Linked DNA regions of Mus musculus: region 1 is linked to region 2. The links are chromatin contacts, called in public Hi-C maps. All regions are on one chromosome and are shown on one strand. Each heading gives the region's core, a stretch centred on a gene start, on an enhancer-like site or on the middle of the called end of the contact. The rest is flanking DNA. Distances are from core to core; before and after follow the strand shown. Region 1 has its middle 120 kb from the start of Gm39451. Region 2 overlaps Rbms3 (RNA binding motif, single stranded interacting protein).

Region 1 (2,903 bases), core at 176-2,675, 620 kb after region 2:
AATCAAGATAATCTCTCAGGTGTGCCTAAAGGTTTGTCATCTAGGTGGCTATAGATCCTGTCAAGTTGATAATCAACCATCAATGCCCTGTTTGAATCTTGGCTCTGTTGTTGAGGGACTGTGTTACTCTGATATGCTCAGTAAACTGCGTAAGACAGGACTGTTGTGTTTGTGGCATTTTGTGCTGTTTTATTTCCATGGGACCTATACTAATACCTAGGCACATAATATGAAATCAGCACTAGTTACTGATTGGTCCAGTTTGCTTTCTACCTGTGAGAAAGTGTTGACCAAAAGCTACTCAGGGAGGAAAGGATTCATCTCAATTTGCCCTTTTAGGTCACAGTCTATTCTTGATGGAAGTCACAGCAGGAACTTAAACAAGAATTGAGGTAGACACCATGGAGGGATGCTACTTATTAGCTATCCCCTTGGCTCATTCTCAGCCCCGGCCCACCTGTATAGCGTTAGCGCTGCCCACAGTAGTCTGGGACCTCTTATATTAATTACTGATGAAGACAATAGCTCATCAATATAGCCACAGGCCAATCTTATAAAAGCAATCTTCAACTGAGACTCCCTCGTCCTAAGTGACTCCATGTTGTATCAAGTCAACAATAAATGCTAATGAGCACACTGATTAAATGACAGAATACACTTTTTAAAGGATAAGTAAAACCAGCCACACACTCAGTTAACTCTGTGACAAACTGAGGAACTCTCTCTTTCCAACCCATATCCTTTCTTCACTTGCCAATGGGCAACTAGCGTCTGGGGCCTCAGCACTATGTCTGTATCCTAATGTTTTCTTCCATTTGTTTTCTCCATATTTCAAATCTTTTTATTCATAAGTAGAACAGCATGATCGCTATTGTAACTGTAAACAAAAAAAGTATTTTATACCTTCTAGTGTAGGTTTAGAGTTTCCATCTACTTAAGTATCATTGCTATGACTGAGCAATCACCGTGTAGAGAAACACGTGCCAGGAATAAGGCACTTAGCTCTAGCACCCAACATTCAGAAGCCCTTAGCACCACCCAAGTTAGAAGGACTCAGGGAGATGAGAGCTCCTGCTGTCATCTATTAATTCCATATGTGTCACTCCCAGGAGCACAAAGAGAAACAGCCTATCCTCTCTGTAGAATAGAAGGAATGAAATAGTGTCTAACTGGGACCCTGTCAAGGCCAAAAGCATGTTCTGCAAAACTTGGCAAAAGACCTGACTTTGGAGGAGAAACCAAAACATTCTAAGTGTGCAGGTTGGGAGTGCATTGGATTCACATCAACAAATTGCAGTTCTCTAAGGTCCAGCCTGGTAGATTTATGATGTCCGAGAAAGAAAAGCATTGTGTTATGGAGTGTCAGCTCTACCAAGTGCCTCGAGCTTCACACAGCACATGGTGAACATCTGGCCCAGTTATTCAAAGCTGGACAAGGATTTATTATTTTCTAAGAGTCCACTTCTAAAAGACACATGATTGAACTTGCAGAGGAGGACACAGTTCATTCTACTTGAAAAATTCAAACTTTCTTGCAGAGAAGAAGGACTCGTCATCAGCACAGCCATCTGGAGGTCTTGTGCTCACTCTGTCAGCCTCTACCTCATGGTTGGTCACAGGCCCAGGCCCAGAGTCGGTGTGCATGAGCAATGCAAGGCTGTGAAGAGGTGGGAATATGGCCCTTGAGAAGCATTGCTCAGTAACCCACCTCTTACATTTACACTGTGTATGTGCCCTTTGCTTTGACCGACTGTGTAGCAGGATGATGACTGGTCAGTGTGACATCTGGAATCCCCTCATTCAACTGGGACCTACTTTCCTGATTCTGAATTTTTAATGACATTTCCAAGTTCTGTTTTACCATCTATTGCTATGGAGTGGACTCCATCATCTATTCTGCTGTTTTACAGTGTTGCTAAGATATGCAGAAGTAAAGTGAGTGATTTTGCAAGTAGGTGTGGGCAGCCTACAGATGTCTAAAAGCCCAAAGACAGCCGAGGTAAGGCACAACAAAAGAACAGAAGATAAAACTTTCCAAGGGTTAGGAGGAAGAATATAAGTGAGTCAATAAATGGGAAAATGTTTCACACATGGCCTCTACCACATTAATAACAACAGCAGCAGCAGCAACAACAACAACAACAACAATAATAATAATAATAAATAACAACAATAATGAAAATAATAAAATCATTCTGTACCCCAAAATGAAGACAAGGTTGCAGCATTATTATTGAATCACATACTTTGAGAGACAAGTGAGGACTGCGGGTCAGGGAAGTGCTTGCCTTTCAAGCAGGAGGACCCAAGTGTGATCCCCAGAATCCACACAAAACAATGTGGACATGGCAGCACTGTGGAGGCAGATCCAGGCTTATCCCTGGGGCTTACTGGTCAACCAACATGCCTTTTACTGAGAAGCTGTCTCCAGAAAAAGAGAAAGAAAGAGACAGATAGACAGACAGAGACAGAAAGAAAGAAAGAAAGAAAGAAAGAAAGAAAGAAAGAAAGAAAGAAAGAAAGAAACCCACCAAAACAACCCTCAAGTTGGTTGGTATGTATAGCCTGTGAGGATAGATATGAAAGGCTGCCCTCTGGTGTCTACAGGCACACATATGAGCAAGCACACAGATAAATAAGCATACACACATGTGTGAACAAGCATACAGATACACATATGAACATACACATACATACAAGAACATGAACACACATGCCACACATGCACATGCATGAGTACAAGCATGTGTGCATGCGGTCCACACATGTGTACAAGCGCACACACTCACACACACACACACACACACACACACACACACACACACACACACACAAAGATAGCAAAGAATCAAAGAGCATACACACTTTTAGCTAAGATAAATTTTATATTCTGAGAAAAAAGT
Region 2 (2,934 bases), core at 153-2,652:
CAATCTTCATTACTATATTTTTACTTAAGTGTATATTGGGGGGAGGGGTTGTGTGTGAATAGCACCTGTGGAGGCAAAAAAAGAGGAGTGAGATTCCCCCAGAGCTGGAGTTACAGGTGGCTGTGATCCACCCCAGGTGGCTGCTGGGAACTGAATTCATGTTCTCTGGAAGAGCAATACATGCTCATAATTACAGACTCATCCCTCCAACCCCATAATTGAAAATTTAAATATAATAAATATGTAAATTTAAATATATAAATACAGAGCAAGAAAGAGAAAATTTCATCCATTATTTAATGAGAGGAACCCTTAAACTATATGCTTCCTGTTTCTATAAGGTTTTTTTGTTTTGTTTTGTTTTTTTTTAAACTTCCATTTCTAGGAAGAAAGCAATTCTAATTCTGTTTCCCTATCTTCCCACATGAGATCTACTCACTGTTACCTCTTTGAAGAAAAGCTTCATCCTGGGTAGACACATGAATGGGAGAGGAAATGGGAGCCCTTAACTCCCACAGACGGTATATTAAGGGCATTTCATTCTTGGAGTTAAAGACAGAAGGCTCGTGCCTGGAGAGTCCCTTCTCTGTAAAGTCTCTCACTGAGCTCACGCAGATAACAGACAAAGGAGACTAAATGCTGCTTGCAAACCCCCCACAAATCAAATCCTTTCTCTTTGTCCTAAAATGACATGTAATTCTAAACGAAGACCAAACATAGCTGAAGGTTGCAATGTGCAATTGCTGATTTGGGGAATACAGAACAAGCTAAAAAGAAAATGGGCTGCTATCCACTCCACGTGCACAGCCAGCCTATTTTTACTCCGGTTTGAAAGTTTCAAGTCTCCCTTCTGGGTTCTAAATAGGATCATCTTTCCTTAAAGCCATTTTCTAGCTGTGGCGGGCCTGATGAGGGGCTCTTTCTAGGAACACAAAGGTAGCCGTGGAGATGGCTTGCTTTGGGTTCATTCAGATCTAACTAAGTAGATGTCTGCTGTGAGCCATTAGAGATTCTTTGAGAGAGTAAATGCAATGAACGACTTTTCTGTGACTGTCAGCTTGCAGCATCAAAGCATGGTACATTGTATCACTCAGCAGTGACAATTTCATTTGGATACACGGGGCCACACCTGATCATTGCAAAGCTGCCCCAGCAACACTGGCTCGGTGCCTCCAGGAGCTGACAAAGAGGCAGAGCCAATGTTCTGGAAACGGAACAAAAGTGAGACCTGTAGGTGAATACCCGTATTAGCCAGAACATGCCTATTTTCCTCTCAAGTTTCACAATTAAGTGCTCGGTGCAGCTGCCAGCTGAAGCTCTCTGAAATCTGGCCCATGCAAGGCTTGAAGCTGACAGGAGTGCTCTCAAGTCCCCACTGGCAGCAGCTGCCTTTACAGGCCCCTTGCAGCCATCCTGGCTCAGCACAGTGCCTCCATTCTTCTAGAAAGTAGCTGAGCCCTTCTGTGCCCTGCAGAACAGCGCCTGGGTGGGGTCAACCCTTCATCGGACAATGCGTTAACCGCTCTTAGGAGGCGCCAGGCATGGGGTAAAGCTTCAGGGGGCTTTTTAGGTCTGCTGTTTGAATGTAAACACATGTTCAAGGGTGTGTTTCTTTCTTGCCTCATGACTTATAACTGCTGGCTTCAGTCATTTGAAACACACTAAAGGATTCCGTTGTTGCTGCTGCTACAGCTGCCTCTCCCTCCAACTCTTCTTCCTTCTCTCTACCCACCTCCCCTCCTTCTCTTCCTCCTCCTCCCTCTCTTCCTCCTCATAAGTCTTATTCCTCCTCTTCCTCTTCTTCTCAACAACTACTACTGAGGAGGGAAACTGATATTATAGCTCACACAATTCACAGTCAAACTAAAACACACAAGAACCTGCTCCAGCACCGGTAGAATGTTCTGGATCAGGCTTGACACACAGAGGAAGGAAGTCTTGTGGAAACCCATGTTCAGCTAAACTCTCACCTCAACAGAGTCCTCTCAGGTCACGATCTGAAAGCTCTAAGCATTATAAGCCATGGATTTAAAAACAAATCCACTCCATTGTCACATGCTAGGCTTAATTAGAGGTTTCCGCTCTTGTGAAATGTTTGGTGTTTTGCAATCACAGGCACTGGATAAACTATTGGTGACATGGAGGAGCATCCAACTTTAGGAGCCAAACATCCTCATTTCTGGTAAGATTTACGCAAAGTGTCAAAGCTATCAGAGGAATTTTAATGACTAAAATGTGTGCTCTTTCTAGCATTTCAAAATTAAATGACGTCATTTGCTTCTTAACCCATTGCAGCATAGAATGCAATAGTGAGTCCCCAGGACAAGGGAAATTTTTAATTAATTAATTAACTAATTAATTAATTAATTAATTTTTACACTCCAGATTTTATCCCCTGCCCCTGTTCACCCTCCGACTGCTCCACATCCCGAACCTCCTCCCCACTCCCCACCCGTCTCCATGAGGACGTATGTCCCCACCCCCACCCCACCTGACCTCTAAAATCCCTGGGGCCTCCAGTCTCTTGAGGGTTAGGTGCATCATCTCTGATTGAACACAGAACCAAAAATATTCTTTTTAAAAAATCTGTTTTAGGTTTGTGCCTCTGTGTGTGTGTGTGTGTGTGTGTGTGTGTGTGTGTGTATGTGCACAGCATATGCATGTACACATACACACTCACATGTGCACTCATGGCACTCATATGGTAAAGGTTAGTCATCAAGAGACATTCCTCAGGCACCATCTATCTTCTCTTAGAGACAGAATCTACCCACCAAGTAGGCTAGGCTGACTGGCAACTTGCTCTCTTCCAGTTAATTGGGCACCATTCTCAGGACACATAACAAACAGTAAAGCAAACCCTGCTAGCTCCCCCTGCACACTCCACAACATCTTGGCGGTTCAGCATTTACGACTCACTCCTCTCGGCAATGT

The links. Hi-C and Micro-C count contacts between places; a contact is called where the count stands out from the background.
Region 1: a Hi-C map of uterus shows a contact between it and region 2, with 4 times the contacts expected there. The contact joins two enhancer-like sites. A contact is called at or near these places in 3 of 484 Hi-C or Micro-C datasets (cardiomyocytes, cerebral cortex and uterus).

What each region holds. Positions count from the first base shown.
Region 1 is chr9:117,428,281-117,431,183 of GRCm38.p6, forward strand. It overlaps a transcript of Rbms3 not described here. Among named protein-coding and RNA genes, the nearest start is that of Gm39451, 120 kb to the left of the region's middle. Within about 2 kb of position 1,426, at least 1 of the 459 cell types and tissues checked has an H3K27ac peak or open chromatin away from gene starts, as enhancers often do. A contact at or near this core is called in uterus, where this site is marked.
Region 2 is chr9:116,806,484-116,809,417 of GRCm38.p6, forward strand. All of the region lies in intron 5 of Rbms3 (RNA binding motif, single stranded interacting protein), which reads right to left. Among named protein-coding and RNA genes, the nearest start is that of Gm39449, 280 kb to the left of the region's middle. Within about 2 kb of position 1,403, at least 88 of the 459 cell types and tissues checked have an H3K27ac peak or open chromatin away from gene starts, as enhancers often do. A contact at or near this core is called in uterus, where this site is marked.